3 separate regions of the Mus musculus genome follow, and regions 2 and 3 are each linked to region 1. The links are chromatin contacts, called in public promoter capture Hi-C maps. All regions are on one chromosome and are shown on one strand. The core of a region is the stretch at or near the end of the contact, and the rest is flanking DNA. Distances in the headings are between cores, read along the strand shown.

Region 1 (4,863 bases), core at 1,119-3,618:
TCTATAAATGGTGTCTGGGATCTTTGGTGGGCTACTCTTGGAGTTGGTGTTCCAGGCAGTGGTGAACCACTCGGCATGGCAACTGGGAACCTCAGGAGGAGCAGCGAGCTCTCTTACCTGCTGAGCCATCTCTTTAGGCACCTCCCCTTGCTTTGTGACCGACAATGGCCTTACCATCCACCTGCTCTTGAGGTTGTGCCTCTGTGCTTTTGTAATCAGATCTGGGTTGAGCCTTCTGGAGAGAGACCGTCTAGAAGTGACTGGGGTTCTCTTTAGTGTCTTAGCAGGTGGCACAGATCACAAAGCTGATGACATTCCTGGTGACCACTCCTTTAGCTTCCTGTCTGCTAGGCTTCCTTAGCTAAAAGCCATTCTTTTCTCTCCTGAATCTGTTAAGCATTTAGCAGGGAAGGCTCTTGCTCTCCCACTCCCATCCCCCTACCCCGATCTTGCCCTGCATCAAGCTTCCAATCGGTTTCTGGCTTCAGAATGAATTCATAGTTGCCCATTTCATCCAACGAATTTTCATCTACTAATAGTATGATTTTTTGATGCTCATATTGTCCTTCAGTGGCCAGTGGGAGTTCAGTCAGGCTGATGTTTGTTCCTTTAACATCTCTATCTTTCTTCTTGAGCGCATCCTTTTTGGCATAGCAAGATAGTATCTTCATCTGACTTTTTCTAAGTTTCTGTTTTGGATTCAGTTGTTTGTTCAGGAGGCTCTGGTTTCCTGGAATAGAGGATGGTACTGAAAAGTCAGTGTCTGGGGGCCAGGGATGCGGCTCCACTGGGAGAGTCCTTGCCAGCACAGATGAAGACCTCCACTTAGATCCATCACAAATGTATGGTATACTAGGATGTGCCTGCAATCCCAGCACCCAAGAAGCAGGAGAAAGAGGGTCAGAACTTCAAAGATGTCCCAAGATCCAACACAGTGGGTATGAGGCCAGCCTGGGATACATGAAACTTTGAAAATATCACCCTTTAGCATCCCTTTTTCCTAAATACTTCATTACAGAGCAATAAGTTATTTCCCCAGCACTTAGGAGGCATAGGCAGGTGGATTTCTGAGTTTGAGGCCAGCCTGCTCTACAGAGTGAGTTCCAGGACAACCAGGGCTACACAGAGAAACCCTGTCTCGAAAAACAAACAAACAAACAAACAAACAAACAAGCAAAAGTTATTTCATGAAACGAGCCAAATTAAGCCAGATTAGAGTATATCTAAAGGCAGGTTATTGGAAAACCTTTCCTGGGTTAGTGAGTTCACCGATCCCAAGGATAGAGGCCAGGAAAGTCACCGTGGGGAGGGAGACAGAAGGGAGGGAGATATGCCAGCGGAATGTGTAGAGGATATGTAGAGGGTAGGTAGAGACCCAGGTTGAGACTGAAGGATGCTGGGAGAACCTGAAGGCCAGATCCACTTTGGTATGTTAAATATGCACCTCAACGCTTTGTCCACGGTCTGAAAACCAACACAGAGTAATGCTTAGTTTTGTATTTATCTTTATCCATTGAACACTATTCATATTAACATCCATTTCCAATCTAGTCTTTCTGATATCCTTAAAATTCTTCCTTACCTGACTGCCCTCTCTGGATGATGTAACTCTTTACCCATCTGCCATCTCTGCTGCGGGTTTCCTTTTTCAGCTCTCTCCTCTAGCCGCTGGGGCATTGACTTCCCAGGCTGGGTCCTAATTGCACTGCAGGACACCATCTTTCGGCCTAAATGAACATTTACATCCCATCTTCCAAACGTCTTTGCCCTGTTTTGGCTCTGACTGAATACCCCAGGCTGCCCCGCATGCCCCTGTGGACACTCGGGTTACCCGGCTTAGGCTCTTTAATATCAGTCTACAGGGTTACAGATAGATACCTGCTCCTCCCTGAAACTCCTAGAAGTCAGTGTGACTCAGCACATTTTTAAGGGTCTTCCTGGGACTGTACAAAAACTCTGTGTGTGGGGGGGGGGGCTAAGCTAGGAGAAAAATGACAAATAATAATCAAATCTGACCAACAAAATAGACAAACATGGTCCCGGGGGATGGAGAGGAAGGTTGTGGCATCAGCCCCTAGGCTCACTTACCTGTGAAGTGTCTGCAGGAGTGAGGAGGGAGCCATGGTAAGAGGGGGGCAGTTTTCTACATATATCCTGTGATTTCTGCTCTAGATATCTCGATTAAGAAATAAATGAATAAATTGGGGACTCGGCCAATGGCTCAGTGAGAGGGAACTGATGAGAGAGGCTTCTGGCAGACCAGGTGACTTCAGGAGGAAAAAAAAAATTAATTCAATTTCATCGAGTGCATTTCCTCTGGACCCAGGAATCACAGGAAATGCAATGTCTTTGAAAGGATGGAGTAGATTTCATTTTCTAGCGATCACTTTCCTTCTGCTGGTGACACACTGTTACTTCAAAGGCCTGGACCGGGGCGTGTTTCCTGTAAGGGTGAGCAGATTTGAATGACCGCTCAGGATGGACCTGCTCTGTAAGCACCCACCCCATGGGGCAGGCAATCTTGGGAATTACTGCTTTCCCGGCCCCTGCCTGCTGGGCTCGGGGCCTGGTGAGGTGATGGGGGTGGGGTAGGGGATTTCACAGTTCCCTAGCTCAATTAGGAGACAAAGCAGGATTGTTCTTAGCTTTGTTTTACGGAATTTCAATTGGGGGGGGGGTGTAAAAAAGATTCCCCGAGGACGCAAAACCCTAAATTGTTCTTGCTTTATCTTCTTGTTAAAATGTGTTGTGCATTCCTGGGCTGGAAGGCAGAGGAAATAAAGCTTCGCCGCTACCCCACGCGCCCTTCCCTATCTAGCCCTGTCAGGTCCCAAGTATTTGAGGGAGTTCTAATTACAGAGGAAACAGACTCCCTATCTGGTCTGGACTCTTGTCAGTGGAGAGTGCTCTTAAACGTTCCACATGGATTCAGGGAAATACGATTTGGAGAAGTGCTGATTTTTATTGGGCATGACTAACTCAAGCTGCATCTTTGTATTTTTTTTTCACTCCCTTTTAAGAATAATCGCTTCAAAATGATTAATGATGCCTGAAGCCACCGTCCTCACTTCCTGCGGTGAAACGCGGAACTTTTTGTGCATGTCTGGGTTTGTACAAGGGTGGGCTCCCAACTCACTGAGACAGTTTCCCATCCTGTCCAGACAGTTGGGTTATTGTTCAGGAAAGCTGAGTCTCTGGGGGGTGGGGTGGGGGCTGCAGAGAGGGGACCCTGTTCTGTCCCCCTCAGGGAGAAAAGAAAGGCTTCGCTCCAGTTACAGGAGAGTGAAATTGGTTAACCTCTCAAGGTGCCAGGACAAGCTTGTTGCTGGATTAGTTGGGTCCTAATTCTCTCTTCTCTCTCACTCCTTCTTCCCCGCCCCCTTCCCTCTCTCCCGTGTGCGCGCGCACGCGCGTGTGAATTAAGAACAAAACCTTGGTGTCTTTGAAAACCAGTAGAAACAAAAGGTCACCACCCTGCTGGGATGCAGCCATCTCTAGGTCCAGGCAGAGCTCCCCTGCCCCCCGGAACTCCCCAGGGGAGCATCCTGCCTTCTTCCTAGGATCGTCCTGGGAAAGCTGTTGCCTGGTCGTAGCCCGGAGACCGCAAGGATTCTAGCTCTAGCCGAGTCCCGCCCTCCCATCTCTGCCGGCCTAGGAGATATCTGCGGCAGCTGCAGGGGCCATTTTTTATAAATCGTATTTAGTAAAGACTGTGAGTGATTTTTGTAGATGACAGGAAAGTACTAGAATACTGGTGACTGGTTCCCCTGGTGGATTCTGAGAGGCTAGTTTGTCATGTAAATGTTTGCAACCTTCTGTCCAACTCCTCCATTCTGTCTTTGCATTTCAGTTCTGAGGAAGGCCGACTGGTGAAGTATGTACTAAAAGATTTCCTTTGTGAAGCTCAGTGCAAGCAATAACAATCTCTTCTGCCCATAAGGTATGGAGCGCCTGAGCTTTGGAGGACTGGCCACGTTAGGACTAGCTAGCTTAAAAGAGACAAGAAGGCTAACAAAATTCTCTCCACTAAAGGCGCATGCCAGGCAGTGAGCAGGGCACAAGCTTCTCTCCTGAGCAGATTCATCACAGGAGATGTCGGTGTCCAAGGGATTCATCACGTTAGAGCTTGTGAGCCCCGACTGAGAACAACATCTGCAAAAAAAAAATATGGAAACATGAAGTATTCCTTTAGGGTTACCTTCTATTGAAAAGTCAGGGAGCACACACCTGCAGTCCCAGCACTTGGGAGGCAGTGGGGGGAGGGGCTGCTGGGAGGGGAGCTGATCTCTAGTTTAAGGCATGTCTGGGATAGATAGTGAATATCAAACAAATAAGGAGTCAAGTGTGAGACCAAAATGAACTCCCCCCTCCCCCAGATTCAATAGCCTATCTGTTTTTTCCTGAGCAGTGCTATTCTGGTTGTATAAATCAAATTCTCGGTTTGCAGAACGATTCTGGCATCAAGTGCATTAGAAATAGTGATTTTAGGCAGGGTTCCCAGGGGGTTAGAGCTGGGAGCACTGGTCTTTATGTTAATAGGGAGAGCACCTGCTTGAGCAATCTGGGAACACTGGTTTTCTTCCCACGGTGCCTTCTCCATGTGAATTAATCTGTTAGCTGGTATGTGTGTCAGTTTATTTAGGAACATGTGTGCTGACAATTGGCTCCTGACTGTAAAATAAGGTCTTGGGGGAGATCATGATTAATTGCCTGCCTTACTGTGTGTGTATGTATATGTGCCTTTGATGACAGGCATTATCAGTGCGCATGTGTCTATAAAACTAAAGACAAACTAATGGCAAGCAATTATTAAGACATCGGAAGTGTGAATGAACAGGAAAACTTGGAGTTATCTGGACTTCC
Region 2 (4,863 bases), core at 726-3,225, 920 kb after region 1:
CCACGTTTCCCCAAACATTTCCAGGAAACAGCCCTTTAACCCTTTGGGGGCGATATTGCAAACGGAACATAAGCTCTCAACTCCCAGACCCTTCTAGGACAGACAAATTGCAAATCTTGAGCAGAGAGATTTTCCTCTAACGTTACTAATAACCTGCGAACAATTCTTCTTGTATTCCATCTTCAAATACGTTTGTACGCAGCAGCCCTCAGCACTGCGAAAACCATAGTGTTTATTTAGATATCGGGCAAGCACTAATAAAACTTAAACTTTTGATGTAAAAGTGGACTCCTTGGTTAGGACGCCTGTCTGCATCAACAAAGCATTCGCTGCCTGATTAATGTTGGCGCAGGTTAATCAGAGCCCATTACAATAATTAGATGGTCCAGTCATACATCAAATGAGAGGCAATGAAAATCAACGCGTTCAGATCGCAAGGCATTCTCATAGATCTTTTAAAGATCTCTAGTAGACTTTACAGACCATTTACAAGTGGAACTGGTGGTTACCCATTGGAGAAAACGAAATCTGATTTGAAAAGAAGTATTAGATGGGGCAACAGCTTATTTTTGTGATGAATACCAGTTAGAACAAGTCACTTCAGGAAGTAAGAAACACTTGGTTGATACAATGACACACAGAGCATTTGAGATTGTTCCTAGAGAAAGCCATTGAATTTTTATTCAGTTCTTGGCAAATGGCGATTTTAACCAGAAAGTTAAACTGGTAAGGCAAAGTTCCCTATTTGAAATCGAAACATCTCAGAAAAGGCAAACATCCAGAAAGCTAGGCTATCAAAATGAATTCGGATTACACAATTATTCGGATTTCCCGCCAGCCAGAACAAAACATTTAGCTGGTGGTAAACACAGGTGACCTTAAAACAGAATAATACTTTAATCATCCCTATTAGCTTGCCACTTGGAAGAAAAATGAATCGAGTGGAGTTGCATCCTGCATTTAAAATTTAAAAGTCGGGTTTTTTTTTAAAAAAAAGAGTATAAAAAGCATTTAATGTATTTTCCAAAATAAAAAATTGATCTCAAAGTTCATCTTTGCTACTGTCCTTTCTACTATCAATCCTTCCGGAACAACACTGTGTGTAAGTTATAATAATTCCAGTATTTAGAAAGTAGTGTGAAATGCTCCTTTAGAAATACCTTTTATTGAAAAGTATAGCGCTCTTTTTCCTAACATCTCAACAGTGTTTGAGTTGCTGCTATGTGTAATTTCTGTGTGTGTTTGGGTTTTCATTACAATTTTCTATTTCTTTTCCTCATTCAACCATTGCTTGCTCTATTCCCATGGAATTTGTGAGATGCTCTCATTAGAGTGGCTTAGTTTAGCTGTCAAGTCTCTAGGGCATTCAATTGCAGATAAATGACCAAAACGCCAGCCTAACCGCATTTTTATTAACAGATGGCGGAAAACAAACGTCTTTGGAGAAGAACCGAAGGGAAAGGGTTAAAGGGTCAATAAACAATTATTACCGTGCTCAAAATGGGGGATTTTTCATCAGATTCCACAGGCGGAGACTGGCCCAGTCCAGAGAGCTGGGACACCCTACCAGACTCCCTCGCTCAATATTCCAGTGAGCACCTCACACATAGAGCAGTTGTCCCCAGTGGGATGACTCCTACAGGCCACTGGGTTGTCCAATCGAAGCGTCCCCGGAGCGCTTGAGATTAGGGTTGAGGGCTAATCCGGGAGAATAAGGCTGGGGGTTTGAACTCCTGTAGCTCTCGGGTCGGCTCGCGGCTGGCTAGGGTGGGATTCAGGATAGCCAATATCTTGGCAAGAAATAGTGGGCTTCAGTCTCCAACTCTTGCTGCTGCCCCTCCTGCGGGTGAACTTTCTCTTCCTACACGCCGATTCCCTCGCCTTTCTTTTCCTTCCCTGGGCCGCGCTCTGACGTGCACACCATGTGACAGGCCCCCTTCTGCTATAAGCACAGACAAGGTCCGCCCTCTTCTGGACTCAGCCCTGGCCTTGCCGAGCTCCGTTTCTAGATTCTCACTCCTCCCGCGCCCTTCTGGGCGCCCGACACCGACTGGCCCGCCAGGGTCCAGCCACCCCCTCCTGGACTAACCGGGCTAAAGGGACCACAGTGGAAAAGGTCAAGTCTAGAGCGCCCGCCACCCGGTGCCCGCCGAGCCGGGGAGCGCAAACACCTCGCACAGCCCTGCTCGCCAAGTAGCGGAGCGGAGCGGCCCCAGCCACCTCCTGCAGCCGCGCGTCGCAGAGTGGCGTCCTCGCTCCGGGTCCGCCGCTCCGGGATCGGCCTGGGGAGGCCAGGGAGCCGGGAGCCCGGTGCCCCTATGTGCCGCCGCGCCACCGCGCCGCCCCAGCTATGACCCTGAGCACGGAGATGTCCGATGCCTCCGGCCTCGCGGAGGAGACAGACATCGACGTGGTGGGGGAGGGCGAGGACGACGAGGAGGAGGAGGACGATGACGACGAGGGCGGCGGCGGCCGCGGCGGCGGCGGGTCCCGGTTGCCGAGCTCGGCCCAGCGGCGGAGGCGCTCTTACGCCGGGGAGGACGATCTCGAGGACCTGGAGGAGGAGGACGACGATGACCTGCTGCTGGCCTCCCGGCCCGCCGCGTCCCCCGCGCCTCCGGGTCCTGCGCCCGCCCCGGGGACCGGGTCGGGCGGCTGCAGCGGCGCCGGAGCGGGAGGCGGCGCGGGAGGTGGTACGGGCGCGGGCACGGGCGGGGGCGCTAAGAATCCGCTGGTGAAGCCGCCCTACTCGTACATCGCGCTCATCACCATGGCCATCCTGCAGAGCCCCAAGAAGCGCCTGACGCTCAGCGAGATCTGCGAGTTCATCAGCAGCCGCTTCCCTTACTACCGGGAGAAGTTCCCCGCTTGGCAGAACAGCATCCGTCACAACCTGTCGCTCAACGACTGCTTCGTCAAGATCCCGCGCGAACCGGGCAACCCGGGCAAGGGCAACTACTGGACGCTCGACCCGGAGTCCGCAGATATGTTCGACAACGGCAGCTTCCTGCGGCGCCGCAAGCGCTTCAAGCGCCAGCCGCTACTCGCTCCCCACGCGGCGGCCGAGGCGCTGCTGCTGCGCGGTGCGGGGCCGGCGGCGGGCGCAGGGGACCCGGGCGCCGCGCTTTTCCCGCCGCCGCCGCCACCGCCCGCCTGCGGCTACGGAGCCTACGGCTGCGCCTACGGCCTGCAGCTGCCACCCTGCGCGCCGCCCTCCGCGCTCTTCGCTGCCGCCGCCGCGGCAGCCGCCGCCGCCTTCCATCCGCACTCGCCCCCGCCGCCTCCTCCTCCTCCGCCGCCGCCTCCCGGTGCGGCCGCCGAGCTGGCGCGGACCGCCTTCGGCTACCGGTCACACGCGCTGGCTGCCGCCCTGCCCGGCCCTTTGCAGGCGGCCGCAGTCAAGGCGGGAGGCCCGGGCGCCGCAGCGCTCGCACGCTCGCCCTTCTCCATCGAGAGCCTCATCGGGCGCACTCGGGGTCCCGCGGCCGCCGGGGCGCACGTCTCGTCCGGGGCCGCCAGCGGGACCGCCCCGGGACCCGGGGGCGGGGGTTGCGCAGTACAGGCGGCTGCTGGTCCCGCCGTCGCGCTCACCCGCTCGCTCGTGGTCGCCGCCGCGGCCGCCGCCTCCTCCGTGTCCTCGTCCGCCGCGCTGGGGACTCTGCACCAAGGGACAGCGCTGTCCAGTGTGGAGAACTTTACTGCTAGGATTTCCAATTGTTAGGAACGTCGTTAGCGCGCGGGAGAGCGAAGGTAGGACTCCCGGCTTCTTTCTCCGGATGGGGGGGTTGGTTTCGTTCGCCCCTCCCGGTCCTCGGAGACCCCGCGCCCCCCATTTTCGCCGCTTCGGATTCTTGGACCAGACTGTGTTGGGCGACAGCTGGGGCGCCGCGCAGTTTAGCTCAGAGGGTCCATCTATTTATGCAAAATCGCCCTATGCTGCAACCCTGACTTGGGGTGGGAAGGAGGGGAGTCGCTCTGTCTTGGCACTAGGAATTTCCTTGACTTTTGACAAATTGAGAAAAAACAAAACAAAACAAGCAAAATCATCAAAACTAAGCCCTTTTTGAGGTGTAGAGATTCTCAGGTCCAGGCGTTTTAAAAAATCAGTAATGTTTAAATGCAGCTTATAGAAAACCAGTAAAAGTCTCCAAGAAATGCCTCTACTTGTTCACACTTGTTTGGTAGACTTTTTTCATGGAAAGAAAAAAAATTAACATGTTTACACAAGAAATAAGTCGAAATTTACCATTTCCTATTTTTAACCTGTGTTTTGTATCATAATGGACATGCGGAATTTTTATTTTGTACTTACTACGTATTCTTTGCAAGGAGTATTGTAAATTTTACTGGCAATTATTATTGTACTATTCTAATGTAAGATTTTTACACTTTTTTTCAGAAATAAAATGCTTAATTTTCAAAGAAAAGCCACCTAAGTAATTGGCTGAATTGTCCCTTTCTTAGTTTCTTTTCTGTTAAGAAGAAAAAGGTGGAATAGATGAGTCTGAACTCAGTCCAGGATCTACTTAAATAGTACTTTCAAAGAAAGACTAACAAAACCGGGATACCATGCTGCCACAGTTCTTCTTCATTTAAACTTTCCAAGTCAAAGCCATCCGCTGCACAGAACTTGTTTTTAGTGACAGCAAATGAAAGCCGTTACTTTGCTAGATAATTCCAAGTCCAAGCTTTGTCCATCTTTGAGATCAGGGAGATGGTTTAGTCATTCTAAGGTAATTTAACAGGAGTATTCGATTTTATTTTCAAAATTCTCGAGTTAATTTCTGCTCACTTATCAGCAAGATGTTGTAAAAAAAAAAAATGCTCAAACACTATGTTAAACTGTGATGGAAACAACACAAG
Region 3 (4,863 bases), core at 1,461-3,960, 770 kb after region 1:
TCTCTCTGTGCCTGAAGTCACCCACCCAGGGGATTAAGGCAAAGAGCAGCATGGAGCACACAGCAATTCCTCTGATTTGTTGAAGGAATGAAAACTGAAGAAACTTTTCACAGAATGAGAAGCATGCAGGAGAAATTTTCAAAATGTCCGATTAAGTTTAGACAATATAGTTTCAATACCATTATAACGACAGTTGTCACCAGGGCTGGATGAAATTACAGAGTATAATCTGCTCCAGGCAAAAACCTCTCCTGGTAAGCAAGAAAAATATCTCTAAGCTCAGCTTTACCAAAGCAGGAGATTCAAACCCAAGCCTTTGGGGTGGTGTCATGTTTCCAATACAGTTGTAACATGACAAAATTCCCTGAGTTTCTGGGCTTCAAATCTACTACTGTTTTTAATTTAGTCCAGCATGACCCCACTCTTGATACTAAATCTGACCTGAAGTCACAGGGACAAGCCCGGAGCTTCTTTTTCCCACTGAAAGTAACACAAGTGCAACTTCAGTGAAACCAAACCTACACAGACCAGAGCTGTCTCAATAATACCCCAAACCCAGGGCATTCAGGCAGAATAAAATGACAGCCCCCTGGGACTGTGGGAGACATGCAGGCTCTATTTGGCTCTCTCCTAACCATTTACCAGCAAAGAAGAGGGTTCCAACATTTACACTGTTCATCTTTTTTCTTTAAGAATCAAGACTTGATCACAAACTCTGGCAGAACTTGGTTAAGAGCCTAAGTACCGATTTTATATCAAATACTTCATCTTCAATAGTATAGTTGGCCACTAATACCCACTTGTTATTTTTTTTTTCCTCTTCTCACATGGCATACAAGGGAAAGAGAGTCACATGTATCAAACACATATGAAATTCCTGCCCAGTGGAAATCTTAGCCACAAGAATGGTTCCTTATGAGAACACAATAAGAAAATATTTCAGAATTTTCCAAATTATATATATATATTGAAACCCTAACAGGGCTAATGAGATATCACAGAACCTTCGTCGCCGACTCTGATTTCCTTCTGTACCTTTAAGTGTTTCTTAACCGCTTAGAGGCAGACGGTACTTCAGAGGAAAGTCCCTCCAACACACCTGTTAGACAAACTGCTGGCCATTGGCCTGGCTGTGCCGCCCTGATAAGGGAAAAAACAGTCCAAAGCAGAGCAAACACTGATTCTCTGTTCTCCAGTCTCATGTCACATTAGCCGGGACACGCCCCAGAGTCCCTTACCCAAGAACTAGTTCTGTGCCTCAGTTTCCCAAACCACAAAGTATCAAGTATGATGCTATCCAAGTTCTATAATCAAAAATAATTATGCATAATCACTATAAAGTCTGCATCGGAATATCACTTTGAAATGCTACAACCTCTCCAAAAGGCATCTGCAATGTTCTCTTCCTTCAAACACTCCAAAGGAGTTAGCGCTACTATTCATCAAGATTAGACAAACACCTATTTGTTTTAACATTCACATAAAAACTCAAAATAGAGCTATGGAAAGCTTCCCAGGAAAGGTTATCAGAGCTTGAATTATCGTGTTCAAAGTGGTTTCCACAGAGCCTAACTAGGGCAAGCCTTTGATTTTGTTTGTGTTGTTGAGAATAGAATTTCATTTTACTGAGACAGCTTCAGGGTCTAGGAACACGAGAGGGCAAAGTACAGAAAAGCAGTGTGTCCGTTCTTTATAACTGTAATTCTTGACTGCTTGGTGCAGAATCGAGTGCTCAATCTCTACAACTTGGAGTGTGTAGAGGCTGGCACTTGAGCAGGGGTCAGGGAGTCAGATGCTAGCAAACACAGATGTTACCCTTCCCCTGGGCCCACCCAGCTGCAACCAATAGGCAGGCTCTGTGGGCTCCTAAAGTAGTCTCCCTTAGAAACCTAACTGGTGTCTGGGAAACCAGAGCTGGGTTTCCTGGGTGGTCTGAACACCCAGCGTTCACAGAGCTCACAGCAAGCGAGAACGCCTTCTCCACCTGTGACCCCTACCACCCACAACCGAGTATTCCAGAGAAACTCATGGCACAAGCGCACGGATTCCCACCCAATGCTAAAAGCCCCTCCCAAACAAGATGACCATAGATGCTTTTATAAACTCAGCAAACGTTTCCACAAGAAATAAATGTCCTGAACTTGAGACTGACCAGCAGTCTGGGGTACATCCCACACACACACCAAGCATATAGGTGAAGCTGGCCAGAAACACAGATGGGAAGAGGAGAACCAGGCTCTCGAGGTTCACCCTTCTCCAGCCGCCTGCCTCTGATTTCCATCGCTTGCAACTAGCTTTGGTTGAGCTCCGTCACCCTCTGCCCCCTCCCACCCCGCTTGCCCGAGAGGGTGAGGGGTGGCCGCTGCCTCCCGTTTGCGCTTCACAGCTGCTGCCTCCGACCCGGCAGCGCCATGCACTTGTTGCCATCCCCAGGTACCAGGAGGCGGCGCCCATTCCTCGGGCTGCCCAGCCGACAGAGTGCAGCCTTTCACCACCTCTGCAGACCCCTGCGTCCTCGGGGACCCTAGAGAAACTTTGTCCCCTGAGAACTCCGGTGGGCAAACTTCGCCCAGGGCTGCGGGGAGACAAGAGGGATGGCTCCCGTAATCCGCCTTTACCTGGAGCTGTGGCTCGGGAACGCCAGGAGCCCTGGCCAGGCGCTGTCCCCGAGGCCTGCCGAGGGCGACCCGCCGGCCAGCGTCGCCCGGAGCGGGGAAGCCGGTCCCCAGCTGCCCACGCCCCTCCGCTCCGCTGGCCGCACCGAGGGGCGGAGCCGCAGCTCCCCCCACCCCACCCCACCCCCGCTCGCCCGCCCGCCGCGCCCACAGCTGGGGCCACCCCCTGCGCCCCCTGGTCCCCGCCTGCCCACCTCTGGCCAGCCGGGCTCGTCGCCGCCTCATCACATGGCCGCGCCCGCCACCAGCTCCAGGAGGAAACCTGAAGCTGCTGCGGCTCCGCCGCCCCCTCCCTTCGCGGGGCGGCGGCCGGTCGCCTCGGCTTTCCTCCGGCGGCGGGCACGGAGCGGGACCTGCTGGGCCAGGGCAGGGTTGCACCCTAGCGGCGGCGGCGCCCGCTCGCCCCGGGGGCCTCCACGCCCTAGTGGCGCCGGAGGAAGGAGCTGGCCGGTCGGCTCCTAAAGGGAGCCGTGCCAGGCCAGAGGGAGGCTCGGGTTGTCCTCAGCTCAAAGCCACCACACCCGGGACATAATAGTGCCCGGGTCTGTTACAATAGGAAGTACTATTTTAAAACAGCCGACTCCCTCTAATTCATGAGGATGATGGAGGTTCCTCTGGCCCAAAGCTTTGCAGGCTCGATTCCCTATGCGTTTATGCAAACAGGTGCCTAAACGGCACCAACATTTGTTTGTTTGTTTTTGAGAAAGCCATAGCCACTTTTACAACACCTAACAATGTGAAAGGACCCCTTGGATCTTAAAGCACTGAGGCACTTAGCACTGAGTTGTCCCGAGTGAAAAGTCTCGCCATTGTACAGCTTACTATAAAATAAGCTTAAGATGATTATTCCAGCTTTAAAGATAAAATTAAGCGTCTACTTTTCTAAGTTCCTTTAATATTACCTTTATTTTTCTCAAGAAGACAGACCGACTACATGGACAGGAGAGATGTGTTGGCCCGTCCCAAACCATCACTGCCAGATGCCCTGGGCCACCCTCCTAACATACCTGTTTAACCAGAGCCTAAAGAATGGCAGGATGGCAAAAAAAAACCAAAAAAACAAAAAACAAATCAAACAAAAACAAAAAAACAAAACCCAGGGTCTGAGGTCTTTAGCCCTGTCTTAGGGCAAACGCTGCCCTTCCTTCTTTATAAAGGACCTGACATTGGCCTTGCAGTATTGACACTTGTATTCATATCCTCTGATGTCACACTGCAGAACCTTAGGTCCCAAAGAAGAGTGTTCTCCACTGAAGAACTACGAAGTCCCGAAGATAAAAAATAAAAGCAATAACACTTTTCTCGAACATCAATATTTTCAATGTGAAAAAGTCAACTGGAGATTGGCTGAATCAACACACCACACACAAGTAGTTTTCAAGCCTGTTAGCGGAAAAGTTTGTAAAAGAAGCCTTTGTTGATCCCTCTGTTGCTGTTGTTCTTTTGTTTCTTTTTCTTCTTCTTCTTCTTCTTCTTCTTCTTCTTCTTCTTCTTCTTCTTCTTTAGTTGATTCTGTCATATACAGCTTGAGAGAGGCAAGGAATTGTGGGAAGAGGAACAGGTATTGTAAGACATTAGCCCAAGGCTCTCTTCCACACGAAAAAGAAGCAAACGGAGGGAGACTGTCCCTAATGCTCTCAGCATGATTGTAGAGGACATGTAATCCCACCGGCTGCAGTTTTCTTGCTCTCTCTCAGGCACTGAGCGTGATCAATATTTAAATAAGTACTTGGCTTTCAACTTCTCTAGGTTCAAACTCTAAGCCACATGCTCCGCCAACCTTGAGAGAAGCAGTAACTGCCTGAGGCAGAAAGCTATCCCTGTGTAAATAGCCGTTTGCATCTGCTTGTCTATTCTGCAGATACAGGTCGCTCAGGACACACTGGGACTGAGCTAGGCTGGAAATGCATGTGTTTAAAATTCAAGCTCTCCTGTTCTTAGGTCACAGACCAGAAACATTCAGCCAGGAAGCTAGCAGGTGGGTAATTCCACTGGCATCGGCCCAGCTTTCCCATGAGTCCTCCGCAGTTTCCCAGTTCATCTGGAGGTCCAACCTCTATTCATCTTTAGCCTTTATTTGACACAGGTTCTTCCCTAAGTCCCTTCTCCACTGTTATGCCTTCTTCCACACTCTGACCTTTGTCTTATCACACAGCACAGCACCTGCCTATACTTGCTGTCATACGAA

What was found. Promoter capture Hi-C pulls out the DNA fragments that hold promoters and counts their contacts.
Region 2: a promoter capture Hi-C map of liver shows a contact between it and region 1, with 3 times the contacts expected there. The contact joins the promoter of Foxd1 here to the promoter of Lncenc1 in region 1.
Region 3: a contact with region 1 is called in a promoter capture Hi-C map of hippocampal neurons, with 5 times the contacts expected there. The contact joins the promoter of Arhgef28 here to the promoter of Lncenc1 in region 1. A contact is called at or near these places in 7 of 39 promoter capture datasets (the 3T3-L1 cell line, cranial neural crest, embryonic stem cells and 3 more).

What each region holds. Positions count from the first base shown.
Region 1 is chr13:97,432,602-97,437,464 of GRCm38.p6, forward strand. It overlaps Lncenc1 (long non-coding RNA, embryonic stem cells expressed 1), which reads left to right and starts at 2,369. Exons shown (of 2, transcript NR_110432.1): 1 at 2,369-2,491.
Region 2 is chr13:98,352,270-98,357,132 of GRCm38.p6, forward strand. It overlaps Foxd1 (forkhead box D1), which reads left to right and starts at 1,976. Exons shown (of 1, transcript NM_008242.2): 1 at 1,976-4,436. The coding sequence starts at 2,351. The coding sequence ends at 3,721.
Region 3 is chr13:98,203,455-98,208,317 of GRCm38.p6, forward strand. It overlaps Arhgef28 (Rho guanine nucleotide exchange factor (GEF) 28), which reads right to left and starts at 2,711. Exons shown (of 36, transcript NM_012026.2): 1 at 2,619-2,711.